Regions from separate parts of the Sus scrofa genome. Here region 1 is linked to region 2. The links are chromatin contacts, called in public Hi-C maps. All regions are on one chromosome and are shown on one strand. The core of a region is the stretch at or near the end of the contact, and the rest is flanking DNA. Distances in the headings are between cores, read along the strand shown.

Region 1 (6,950 bases), core at 447-2,946, 110 kb before region 2:
AACAGGAGACTGTAATTTAGTAGCTAAATTTTCAAAAATGCTGCCCAACCACCTGTGTTTGTGGATGCAGGTGCTGACCTGTGTCTACCTGAAGTGGTTACTTGTATGCAAATTCACACCTGCCAGATCCTCAGCAACTCAGAGGAGGCTAAAGAATGTGTATTCTCTTCTGCTTCCTATTTCTGGGGTTTGGGCTTCTACTCCTAACAATGGTTGTACTTTTTCTTGGTATTCTCCAAGTAGATTTCTCTCTGCTAGCCAATACAGATTCAAGAAAAAGAAATAATAATAATAATAATAATAATAATAACCCCAGCCACCTGTGCTTCAGGTAGTATAACATTTAAACAACATTATAGTTTGTTATTGCCTGTGTCTTTCAAGACTGAGCCACTCAAGGACCAAGCTTATTAGCTCCGTATCTCCAGCATCATTCCTGCTGATCCATGTTAAGTACTATACTGTTCATATTTCTTTCTACCATGAGGTATTTTCTTTTTCATAATCCAATCTAGAAATTACAGTCTGTGAAATGAAGATTTTGCCTCCATTTTTATCTGCTTTTCACTACTGAAAGCTTTTATTTGGTCTTCTTGACTTGGATAAATGCAATGAAGGTGATTTACTAACATCATTCTTTATAAATGTGGCCACCAAATCTTTCAAATTATATTGATTTTTTTGTTTTTAGGGCCGCACCCGTGGCCGATGGAAGTTCCCAAGCTAGGGGTCCAAACTGGAGCTGCAGTTGCCGGCCTACACCACAGCCACAGCAACACTAGATCCAAGCCACATCTTTGACTTACATCACAGCTCATGGCAACATTGGATCCTTGACCCACTCACTGAGCAAGGTCAGGGATTGAACCTGCATCCTCATGGATACTAGTCGGGTTTGTTACCCCTCCCTAAGCCACAGCGGGAACTCCCAGATCATATTGATTTCTATTCTTTCAAGATGTTTCACTTCTAATTCATTTCACATCATTTATGTACCTATATCATAACACCACATTTTATTAAAACTATTTGTTAAATACTTGTTCAGGTATTTGTTTTCCCTCACTGAGCTCTCAGTTCCTTTAGGCCCAGGCATGGACCCAGGGTCTGGTACATTGCAAGTGTTCATTAGAATTTCACAGGGTTCATGTTTCAAATAATTTTAATTTCTACACTTGTTTCTGATAGGGCAACACCTTTTCATTAAAAAAAAAAAAAAAAAAAAGACAAGACCATAATTTAAAGTAAGAGATGGTTTTTGGGAAAAAACTCAGTTGAATTTTTATGTAAAGATAAGATCTCAAAGAGACCCTGAAAGTCAGTGGAAGAGCTCCAGCAGAACCCATATTTGAGAAATAAATTCAAGTAACAACATTTTCACTCCAGATGATCATGTGTTCCTGTATTTATAAGACAAATAAGTTGCACTAAATAAATTTTAGTTTGCCTCACAAGCCTGAAATTTTTATTTTAATAACTAAAATTTGGGTTCTTTGTAATAACTTAAAAGTAACTCGTGCTCTCCTTCTTTTCTGTTGTTCTTAACTTTCAAAAGTCTTCTGCCCTTTTCTCTGGCCCTTTAACATTTGAAGACTGAGGGAAGAGAGAGAAAATCAATTGTCCAAATATTGACCCACTTCACAAGGTTGGTGCCACCTGACTTTTCAGCTGCCTGAAAGCTGATAATCCACCTTTCCCCGCCGGCGATTACCGCATTGTCCCGAGCTGAAGGCTAGTGATTACGTCTGATGCAACGCTTGATTTCATGAAAAAATTAGTTCAGAGTCACCTTTTAAGGTGACTTTTCCAGCTAGGATTGCTGACTCAAATTTCAGGTTTTCTTTCTCCGTTTTGTGGTACCAAGCGTGCCAAGCATAATACAACATATTGCTATCTTTATGTATTAGTCTCTAAGAGAATCAATTATCATTAGCTACTACCAAGCTCTTGATAGTTTATGCGCCCTCTCAAGCTTTTGCTCTCATTTGCCATCCAGGATGTCACCTGCTTTTCATGCCAGGCAATAATCATTTGTTTGAAATTCTACTTTTAATGCTGTAAAGAGGACAGCTTCTCTTTCTGAAATGCCATTAGGACCTTAGCATATCAGAAAAACCATATTTCAGTACTTTATTAGTTGTAACTTCACTTCTGCTTTCACTTAAGAAAAGGGATGTGTGTCTATATACATAAATATAAATATATAATTTTTGGTTGCATGAAGATAAGATTTAATTTGCAATCTTCAAAGATATTAAAATACAATTCAGGTTATCTTTAAAAAAAGAGAAACCCCACTAGGGTCATGGCAAACTCTAGTTGCTAGAACTTATTCTAGCTTCTCTATTGCTCCCTTCGATGTATATCACATACATTGAGACGTTCTGCTGAAATTCAGGCAGATTTCTTTTTGGATTCACAACAAACCTCCCCACATTGTGAATTTCAGAGGGTAAGACACATCTAGGCTCACCCAACCATGTTCCAGAGAGAAGAGGGACTCTGTGCAAAGTGCTGTCATTTCTTTGAGAGCACTTGCATGTGGGCCATCACGTGTACAAAGTGAAGCCACCCATCCTGCTGGATGTACCTGGGACTTAAAAGACTGAGCCCAGCCCAGTCAGACACAAGAGTCAGACACAATCAGACTCTGGGAGTTATCCATGGCTATATGTCCAATGAACCTCCTAGGTGATTCCAACCCAACTGAAATAGGGGCGCACTAACTCAGGAAGGAGTCCCCCGACATCACTGTGCTTAAAGGTCACAGACAGAGCTCATTAAAATGCGGATCCTGGGAATTCTCATTGTGGCTCAGGGGTTAGCGAACCCGACTGGTATCCATGAGGATGCATGTTCGATCCTTGGCCTTGATCAGTGGGTTAAGGATCTGGCGTTTCTGTGAGCTGTGGTGTAGGCCGGAGGCTACAGCTCTGTCTCGACCCCTAGTCTGGGAACAGCCATATGCCACGAGTGTAGCCCTTAAAAAAAAAAAAAAAAAAAAATGCAGACCCTGGAGCTCCAACCCCACAGATTCAGATTCAGTAGGGCTGGCTTGGGTCCCAGGAATTTGCATTTTCAACGAGCATGTCAGGTGAAAATGCTGCTGGTGGACCAAGGAAACATGCTTTGAGATACACTGGTGAAGCAGGTAACTGAAATCTCACACCAATAGTGAATTACTAAGTGGCCATCTGATGAATGCCAGTTATTAGAAGAGATTATTTCAGTAACCAAGTGCAATATTCAAAATTACTGGGAGAATCATGCAGAAAGGTAACTTTCTGATAGTAGAATATTAATTTTAACTTTTATTACTGAGGATAGAGCAAAAAGGATCAAGAAGTATAAAAAAGGTGCAAATAGCTATCTAACAATTGTTACCTCTGTGTATACAAAATCCAAGGAAAACGTGAGAAGTTTTTTAAATTTTTATCCCTCCTTTTCCACCCCAATCAATGCATGATTGCTGTTTCACTAGAGAAGTCACATAAGCAAAGATAAAACAATTTATCATCTTCCCAATAGTTCTTCTATTTCTCGTTCCATGTAACTACCGTTAAGGTTATCTGGCCCAGACCTTCTAAAATGTAATAAGACCAAGTCAATTTCCTTCAAGGATACATAGATGCTCTCAGGATTGAGTCTAGACTCCTAAGTACAACTGGGAAAGGGTGCAGAGCCTGGTGCCTTGACATCGCTCTACCTCCCATCTCTTGGTCCTTATTTAGTTCTAAGTCAGGTTGCCAAAAACTGATTCACTGGAAACACACTGAATCAGGAAACCAATTATCCCAAAGATACACATTTGGGGGGAATTTTAGTATATATTTTTTTTAACCATAAAGTTTGTGGCGGTTTATATTAGGTGAGATTTTTAAACAGCTTCTGATGATTTCTGCCACATTTTAGTTGACTGGTTTTCATTTCATTGTTTTCATTGACTTCCGTTTCTTAGAATGCTTCTATTTAACATTTATGATCAATCAATCCATATATTGTGTGGACAGAAGCAACTTTTTATTGGGGGTGGTGAGGGGGGTTTGGGAAGGTAGCCATGAAAAGATCTAGTGAAAGAGCATTCCAAACTCTTTGCCAACAGTATTTAATTTTTTTTAAAGTAATGCTTATACCATTTTATAAGTTTTACAGCAAATCATGTAGCTGCCAGAGCAGCCAAGGAATTGAGTAGCTGGTATTTTTAGCATTCCAGCCTCATTAGGGAACTTCCCCACTGAAGGGGGATTCAGATGTGGGTTGACAAAAAAGAATAATAAATGTCATTGGTAGTACATGAGAGGATATTGGGGAAAAACAGTTACAACAATTTAAAACTACATACAAACACAGCTTTCCATTAGTTTCCAGTTAGTTTAAATTCACCAAAGTTATTTAACTTCATTTCCAAGAATCGGCCAAAGATTCTCTACTTAGGATCTATGGGTTTATAATTTGGGGACTGAGCATTTCTTGCGAATTTCAAACTGCCTCAACTCAAACTAAATGGTGAGAAACATCTTTAAAAGCTGTTGCAACCATTTACGGAAATGGTTTGCTATAATATTTTTAAGTTTTTGATGAACTAAACAACTGGTGAATTGGTTATTCTGGAAATTGGTGATACTGAGAAGTGAGGATTTATTGTTAAATTCTACAAATTCTTCTTCTTCTCTGTGCTACAGTCACACTGATCTTTTTTGGTAAAACACCATCTCTGGCCTCCTTCCTGACCTCCGCACATGAATTTCTCTTCACTGATGCCTGCTGACCAGGAGCCACATCCACCAACCCCCACCCAGTCGTCAGGGCTCCAGCAACGCCTCACAACCCCCCTCCTCCAGGCCAAGTGTGTTCTCTTTTCCTCCTTATGGAGTTGCTAAGGGCAAACACAGAAATCCCAAACGTCTGAACTTAAACAAACAAACAAACAAACAAACCCTATTTCATTTAACTAAAAAGGCATCCGGTAAATAGGAATAGCATACATGTCCAGCAGCAGAGGATCCCAGATTCTGGTGGTCTCAAACAGGCGATCCAAGTCTCCCAGAACCCTTGTCTGCCGGGACTGCAGTCTGCGGTGGGCAGCCTGCCTCCCCGCGCTGGGCCAAAAAGGCCTGCAGAGGCTGGGGCTCTGAAGCCGCAGCTGCCACACCTGAAGCTTTGTTCTCTATCCCCGCAGAGCTTCCTGCGTGTTTCATTGGCAGATTGTCTTAGTTTCCACCCACGTGATACAAATCTTCCTCCAATGGTCAGCCAGCAAGCAGCTGGTAGGGAAGTCAGCCGCTGGCTAGGACACAGGCTGCTGATTGGCTGGGATTTGCTGTTGCCGGTGGTACCCTAGCGATCCCCATAGGCCTAGCATTGCGATCAGAGCATTAAGGCTCAGGTAATAGGTACTCATCACCCCAAGATCTGGTCACTGTCTTTATATATTATTTGTGATGCTAGGATCACAAATTATTAGGATTTTATTTTTTAATCAAATTAATCCAAACTATTGCAGAGGCCATAGGGTTTGTTCTTAAGGAGGAAAAGATTCACTTAATGAAGGAAATTAGTCATACACATACATGTATACATATGAATATATGCATGTATATATGTATAATCATAATGAGTGTATATTTATTGTATTTTGGCCTCTCAATAGACTGTGAGCTTCTTAAGTAACATCTATACTTAGGGCCTAATAAAATAGGTGATACTTAGTGGATGCTCAATAAATATTAGGTGAGTGAACTAACGCATTCGCCCCACACAGCCTCAGAATTCATTATAAAATTTAATGTGTGCTCACCTGATGTCAGAGAGCCACTTTAAAAATCATAATGATTTTTTTATTAGATGCTATATGTTATGTATGAAAGTTACCAAATGTAACACACTGCTAATTATAAAAATTTCTATAAAATTATATATATTAAAATGTAAGCAGATATACATGATGATAACATTATGTGTTAAACCAAGTCACTTGAAATGCTTAACTTTTACTTCTCTAAAGGTCTAGACTGGTTTAAAATATTAAAAATAAAATCTTAATAATTTCACTCATATCTCTATATGTAGATCCTAAAATATCACCTGAAGCTCAATATTTGTTGAAAGCATAACATAGTTTTATTTGACTCTGAGGCAAATCCAGCACAGCCTGAGGGTGTAGGAATTCATCTCTTTAAGAGGTAGAAGAAATAATGTTTTCTTCCATGTACTTGGCTGTTAAGAATCAAGATACAGACATCTTGTTGGCAGAATTCAGTTTTTTGCTGTTGTAGCACTCAGGTCCCCATAATTTTGGTTAGAGTCAGCTGGGGAGCTGCTCTCAGCGACTTGAGGCCGCCCACATTCCCTGCCACATGGACCTCTCCATCTTCAATGGCATGTTGAATATTTCCGGCTCATCTTCAAATTTCTGGCTTCTTCTCTCTTTGATCTATGATGTAGAAAGTTTATGTGATAAGGTCAGGTCCACCTTCATAATCTGCTCTCATAATGTCAACCAATTTGGGAACTTAATTACTCCTGCATAATCCCTTACTTTATATGGCCATGTTAATGTAATATAATCATGGGGATGATATTTTATATGTTCAGATTCTACTCACACTTGAGAGTTGGAAAGTATCCAGGGGCAAAAGTCACTGGGGATCATCTTAGAATGTTGTCTATACCATTTTCTTTTTTTTTTCTTTTTTTTTTTTTGTCTTTTTTTTTGTCTTTTGTTGTTGTTGTTGTTGCTATTTCTTTGGGCCGCTCCCGCGGCATATGGAGGTTCCCAGGCTAGGGGTCGAATCGGAGCTGTAGCCACCGGCCTACGCCAGAGCCACAGCAACGCGGGATCCAAGCCGCGTCTGCAACCTACACCACAGCTCACGGCAACGCCGGATCATTAACCCACTGAGCAAGGGCAGGGACTGAACCCGCAACCTCATGGTTCCTAGTCGGATTCG
Region 2 (6,977 bases), core at 1,021-3,520:
CTCATATATACTCACATGTTACATTTAAATAGAACCTTACTGTTTGCAAATACTTTCACAGATCTTGTCTTAAATTTTCACAAGAACCCCACTGTTAATTTATTGTTTTCTCCCCCACTACATAAAGTAATATTTTAAGATAGAGTAAGCTGCTAGTTTTCTTAACCTTTTAACATTTTAATAACCACAAAAATCTCATGTTTCCTGGAAATTCTGATCTACCCTATCCCTTAAGCAGGGGGTGGTGCCAAGCTTTGAACTTTTGATGAAGAATCATCAATCCTCACAAAACAGGGTCAATTTCTAGTGGCACTCTGCAGCCAAGATTTGATTAAACTTTACTTTCTATAATTTTTGCTACAAAATTAATTTGTTTTCCAAGACATAAAGTTATACTACTGAATATATGGTTAAGACAATCTGGGGTCCCAGCCTTCTGGCATGTCTTACTAAGTCATGTAACTATCCCTCCCCATACTGGGTTGGAAATCACTTGAGCAGAATGACAAGGACATCGAATGGCCAGGCTGACCCTGAGATGTGGGCCTCTGACTATCTCAGTGCTTGCATTGCTACTGGAGTTCCCTTTAAGTTCTGTGACCTTAGGAGCCACTATGATGTGCACATAGTTAACCCATGGGTCCAGGAAGGCAGAAAGATGAGTACCTTCCACAGGAATTCGGGGGCCTGAAATATCACAGTGGCCTGAAGAAATGAGATAAACTCTACTTGGATGGGATGTCAAAAGATGGGCAGGATTCAGATGGAGCAGGTGTTCCCAGGCAGGAGAACAGATAAGACAGAAGAGGAAGGTTTAGGCCACAGCTGTAAAGGCTGATGACAGCCAGGCTAAGCAGGGGGACCTTCATCCAATAGGCTAGGGGAAGGTGGGAGGACGTTTTCAGCCTTTGAGCGGGACAGTGAAAGTAATCCAAGGTTTCTATAGAGTAGGGAAGGGTCCTGAAAGATGCAGGGTGAATACAGATCCAGGAGACGGTTGTTAAAATATATACAGATGGAGAATTGGAAAGGTAGAAGGGTCTTAGAGTCTTCTAATTGAACATCTTTCCAGTGGAGGAATCCTCTGCTCTCTTCAACAGGTGATCCAGACCAGAAAAATGGAAGGGCCAGGTAGGGGTGGTGGAGTGGAAACAGCAAGGATGCAGGAAGTGCCAATCCCACCACAAAGGAGAGGCAAGTGCCTCTGAAAGTTAGCAAGGGCCATCCTGTCCCCTCATCCTGCTGCCCTCCTGGTACCCTTCACTAGCTCTTTGGAATTCATCTCTAGCTTCCCCTACCACCACCTCCGGATGGGGAATGGAATCTATCCACTGAGTATGGATCTCCCTGGATTTTTGAAGTAGGTCTTATAAATCTAATTATGCTGTTCATTGACTGAGTGTGTCCTGGATCTGGAATATAATTTGACAAGTGGTGATCAGGCCATTCTTAGGGGCATATGGGGTCACTTGGGCCCTGGCTTTTCACAACTACTCACTGGGATTATGGGCAGGGGTTAAGACAGTCTGGTAGCTGATATTTCCAGAAATGCATAGGACAAACCACTGGTATCTGAAGCCCCCAGGATATTCTGTAGTTATTGCTAAGGGCTTACAGAGACCATTGCCTTTGCCCACTTCTCTCACCTGACTTTGCTCAATTTTTCTTATTCTTTTTGAATTAGATCCATATGGAAAAAAGGAAATCAGAAAAAAATAACACCTGTTTGGCCTTTATCAAGCCTCTGCCTCTTCCTTGCAAACATTGTCACTGCATCATGTCTAGGCTTCTGCAGATACACAGCTAAAGTTACATTTTCAATAATCCTTATTTAGGCATTTGATATATTGATCAGATCGTATTGTATGCCAGGGCCAGGGGACACCAGGTCAAAAGGTAAGTTACCTTTTCTGAAAGGACTAAAAAACCAATAGGAAGAATGGTATTCATAAAATACTGATATTAGAATATCATGGTGCCTATATATAACAAACTATATTTTTGATGTACCAAGTTCATATTTTTACAGAAAGCTCCCCTAGAGTTGAGGGGAATTTCGTTTCTCCTTTAACCTGTTTCAGTTACTTGCAACTTTCTTTGCAAAAATGCTTGGGCACTCTAAATTTGAGTCCAACAAATATTTTTTATGTCCTTGGTTCCCCCTCCAAGGTGATTTTTTTTTCTCCCACTTGTAGAAGTAGCAGTGATGGGCAGGAGCGGTGGGCCAGTGATGCTTCGATTACATCGCCCATTCCATTGCGGGAGTTATGCAACCAAGGGGAAAAATGCATTTTCCACTCTTGAAGCCCTTTGATCATTTTGCTCTTACATAACTCCCTAACAGCTGGAGCTGTAAACTTTAAAATTGGCAGGAACATAGTTCGTATTGCGAAAGAAAATTCAACCCACATTTGAAGAGAAACAGCTAGCAATTTTAAAAGTGATCCCAGTATTTGTGTTCTTCAACATTTAGTGAGTGCTGGTGATGTGGGGGCCCATTAAGCAAGTTCTTTGCCCAGAAGCAGTCTTGGCTAGGACTGCTATCAGCTGGGCCTGGCCCAGGAGAATGGACCACCTTCTTATCCTCCTTCTCATTGCTGAGTCCTAGTCTGTGGCAGCTCCTCTGCCCACAGAAGACCAGAGGAATGGTCTTGAATGTTGGGGGCTGCCAGGAGTGGATTCATATCTACCTATCCATGCCTCTTCCTGCAGCCTCAGGGCACTCACTGGCTTTGCAACAATATCACTTCTTTCAGCCACCTTTCAAAAGGATGCTTTGCTACCTTGTTCTCAGATATTCTTTCTTTCCTCCTGGTCACCCCACCTTGTTTCTACCTACTTCTTCCTCGTCCCTTCCTTTCCATCTCCTCCTTCCCCTCCCTTTCTTCCTTTTCCCTCTTCCTTAAGTTTTGAATATGAACTTCCTAGTCCCTAAAATGCAAATAAATCTCTACAAAACTACGTGCTTGTTGCTACAACTTTACGTCATGATGAAAAATAGTCAACTCAGTTCAAACCCACTCCTTTGGGATTAATAACATCAAACTGTATGGACACCTACATATACTTAAAACCAAATGCAGAGATTGGTTTCTAAAGAGGTTGTTAAACTTCTAACTTGCCAAAATAACATTAAAGAAAGGCAAAATTGGGTTTTCCATAGTGAAGCAAGCCACTGGAATCACTGACACCAGAAAGGCACTCAAATATCTAGAGTTCTGAGGTAGCCAGAAACCCGGGCATCCAAGTTCTCATTATCCTTTCTTCCCCATTAGTGATCTGTGAACGTGTGAAATTACACCATCAGCAGCAATTGTTGTCTTAAGAGACTCTTCATCTGTATCTACAGGAATGGCAAGTTGTACAGGAGGAGCATGACACTTGTCACCTTGATATACCTAGATATGGTTGCTTCCAGTTCAAAAGCCTGAGGTCCTCCAGGATGGCTGTTCTGAACAGAGAGATAGTCACACTCTCATTTCCATGATTTTCAGGGGTCAATGAGTACTACTTTTGGGAAATGCAACATGGTTCCCTGAAGCAGAAGCCCCCTTTGTCTTGACCTGGAGGCCTCTTCCACCTTGCCACTGGTCATTCTGAATTCTGCTGAAATAGAGGCACAGAAGAGGAAGGGCTAATTCAACAGGACTGAGGTCTTGTTTCTCTTTCTTTTTGCTGCACTATGATTCAACATGCTTCCCCTGTGTTTTTAAGGCGAACATGTCAGGGTTCTTATTACTGTGAAGAAGCTTTCAGTTTTTCTTGCTGCTTCTTTCAATGCCTGCCCATCTTTGGTCTTCCTTCTGTGGTCTTCATGCCTGCTGTAACCATCCTTCCTGCTTGCAGGATGGTGCTTTGAGGCCTGGATTATATCCACTGCAGATTGTGGGAGCTGCAGATTACAAGGAATGCCTAAGACAGGAAGGCCATCAGGGAGCACTGGGTCTTCTAAATACTGTGAATCACTCCCAAATCCTTCCAGGATCAGGCCAGGCTTCTGGAAGCATCTTGAAAGGATTTTCAGGAAGGAAGAGGTATGATCTCTCAGATATACAGCAAGAAGTTTTTTTTTTAAATCTTTAATTTTTGAAGAATTTTGATGTGGTAAAAGGATAAATATTAAAGGTTTTTAAATATATTTTTTAAAAAAGTTTAAATGACTTGTATATTGCTTGTCCTGGTGACCATGAGCTGTTCATTCCTTTAATGGTTGAATAATGAACTACTTTTGGCTACTTTTTTCTTTCCACAGAAATCTTGCCATGCCAAGAACAGGTATATCAATCAGGCATACCTTAGGGTGGAAAAATAGCTCATAAATCAAGAAATAAACTATCATGAGGTTTCAACTGGAAGGAACTCAATTCCTGTGGTAATGATGCCAATGATGGTGACACAGATGATGGTACTTATCACGCTGTGGCATGTGGTATGGAACTGGGAGCTAATGACTGACATCACTGGCCAACAGCTTGCAGGCAAACTCAGGGCTTTTCCTCGCCACTATCCCTCATGATTCCCCTATACAATCTAGCTATGACCCTGTCAGAAATGAGCTGCCATGTCAGCATGTTTGCTGGCATTGTTAGAAGTTCATTTGTGACCATGCAACTTTTTCTCAATGTAAGCATTTGTGGGTAAAGGAATAGAGAGCTTATGTGTTTGCAGCAGAAAGGGTGTGTGTCTCCTACTTCTCATCTGGTGGAAACTTGCTGCTTTTAGGAATCTTGGCCAAAATCTTTTTTTTTTTTTTAATTTTTCTGTCCTCACTTGAAAGAATCCAAGAAAGAACTTGATGTGAAGTGAGATTTTTGATGTTTTCCATGCATTTTCTTTATTTCCTTTCAAACAATCTCCTTTCCAATGATGACCATGATGATAATGGCTGACATCCATTCAGTTCTTGTGGCTACGTGGTATACTGAATCCTCATAAGCCTTATGCTATTGATGTTGGCACCCTCATTTTATGGACAAGTAAACTGAGTCACTGGCACGTTTAATAATGTGCCTGTGATCATACAGATAATAAATGGTATATACAGATTTAGACCAAAGCATTCTGACTTTAAAACAAGCTCCTATCTTGATGTCATGCCGCCTCCCTTGCTGGAGCTAGGAATAACTGTTATTGAGTCAACAAAGACATACGGAGCTCTTATTATGGGCCAGGTTCTGAATTAGGCACTGAGAATATTGAAACACTAGAGCAAATATGGCCCTGGTCATCATGGAATTTAGAATCTATCATAACAGATCAAAATTAAGCCAAAAATTAAATAATTATATAAAGAAAAATTATTGTACATGATGAGAGCATATAACAGGCTACTCATTAGCTCAAGGAATAAGTGACGTTTAATGTGAGATCTGAAATACTATGGGCTGGTGAGATGAAGTGGGGAGGTGAGAGAGGGATCAGAAGGAACATTTGTCAAAGAGAAACACTGAAGATTTCCACTGTCCTGATGAATATACAGTGATCACACATGATGCACGATTTCTTTTATTAGTACTTCCTTTAAAATATAGAATAACATTTGATTTTGATTATATATACACATGGTCATAACTAGATCCTATTCTAACTGGAGAACCACTTGCTTAGGCACTAGATGGAGAATGGGATGGCTTATGATGATAGGATCTCATAAAACAAGGAACACCTTTGGAATGACTTGGAACAGAAACTCCAGGGAAGCCAGAAGTAATGGTGCCCAATAAAAGAGAGATAATGATGAACTGCAAATGCAAAAGAGGTTCTCACACTAAAAAGGTAACCGTTTTTTTTTTTTAATTCCTTTTTTCTCCCGGATCAAAGCTACGAAGTATAATTATTGTATTTCCAAATAATCCATAAGAATCAAATATTAAGTTAATTATAAAGTCAATTAATTAAATATTGTGCAATATAGAGATTAATGTAATGGATAGGAACTCAGGACATAGACTCAAACGTACACAGGAATACAGTATATCCTAAGGATGGCATTTCCAATCAGTGGGAAAAAGATGAGACTGGGACAACTGACTACTCATTTGGTTAAAAATAAAAAAGGAATTCCAAATTCATTCCTTACATCAGAATAAACTCCAGATAAAAGAACTCAGTATACTGGTCAGTGGGGACCTGCTGTAGAGCACAGAGAACTCTATCCAGTATTCTGTGATCATCTATGTGGGAGAAGAATCTGAAAGACAACGACTGTGTGTACATGTAAAATCGAATCACTTTGTTGTACAGCAGAAATTATCATACCCTATAAATGAGCTATACTTCAATAAAACTTTAAAAATTTTTTTAAAAGAACTCAATCTATAGTTTATGCTATAAAAATACTAGAAGTAAACATGAGTGAATATTTTTATAATCTTTGGTTGGGAGAGGCCTTTCTTAGCATATCAGGCCCAGTTTATAGGTTTTTTCAGATTTGTTAGGCTACTGAGTTCCGTTGAAAGTTATAGCTGGTTCTTCTGGAAGACTGTCTTGTACCAACATCCTTCTTGTAGCCCCAAAGAGGAGGGTTTGAGTTCCTTGAGCTCTAGCATAGCTTCACTCTTGATTCCTTTTGATGAAAAACACCTGCCCACCAATAAAGCATGTAGAAAATACAGAAGCTACAAAGTTAAATTTGGACTTTATAAAAACATAAAATTTCTGTAAAACAAAATCTATGATAGGCAAATGTTTAAGGGTCTTCTCAAAGGAAGGGCTTGAAGCACAATTATTTTTATTATTCAATTATTTATAATTATTCAATTATTTTTTGAATTAACACTGATGGTTCTGCCTCTTGTAAAATAATCTTAATTATCTGAACTCAGAATGTCTATCAACTTGGATGGGAAAAAATTGTATCTTATTTTCTCCTACCTCTAGCAGTTCTAACTAAAACTTGGCATGCCTTTCAATTATGAACATAGTAAATAAACTACATTAGCATTAGTGTTGTCTGTGATTTCATCGCTAGTGGAAAT

The links. Hi-C and Micro-C count contacts between places; a contact is called where the count stands out from the background.
Region 1: a Hi-C map of liver shows a contact between it and region 2, with 2.4 times the contacts expected there. The contact joins two enhancer-like sites. A contact is called at or near these places in 4 of 47 Hi-C or Micro-C datasets (liver and skeletal muscle) and 1 of 2 datasets of contacts at active chromatin or transcription factors (alveolar macrophages).

Annotation. Positions count from the first base shown.
Region 1 is chr16:46,341,962-46,348,911 of Sscrofa11.1, reverse strand. No RefSeq gene overlaps it. Among named protein-coding and RNA genes, the nearest start is that of PIK3R1, 89 kb to the left of the region's middle. Within about 2 kb of position 1,696, at least 4 of the 83 cell types and tissues checked have an H3K27ac peak or open chromatin away from gene starts, as enhancers often do. A contact at or near this core is called in liver, where this site is marked.
Region 2 is chr16:46,228,559-46,235,535 of Sscrofa11.1, reverse strand. No RefSeq gene overlaps it. Among named protein-coding and RNA genes, the nearest start is that of PIK3R1, 200 kb to the left of the region's middle. Within about 2 kb of position 2,270, at least 13 of the 83 cell types and tissues checked have an H3K27ac peak or open chromatin away from gene starts, as enhancers often do. A contact at or near this core is called in liver, where this site is marked.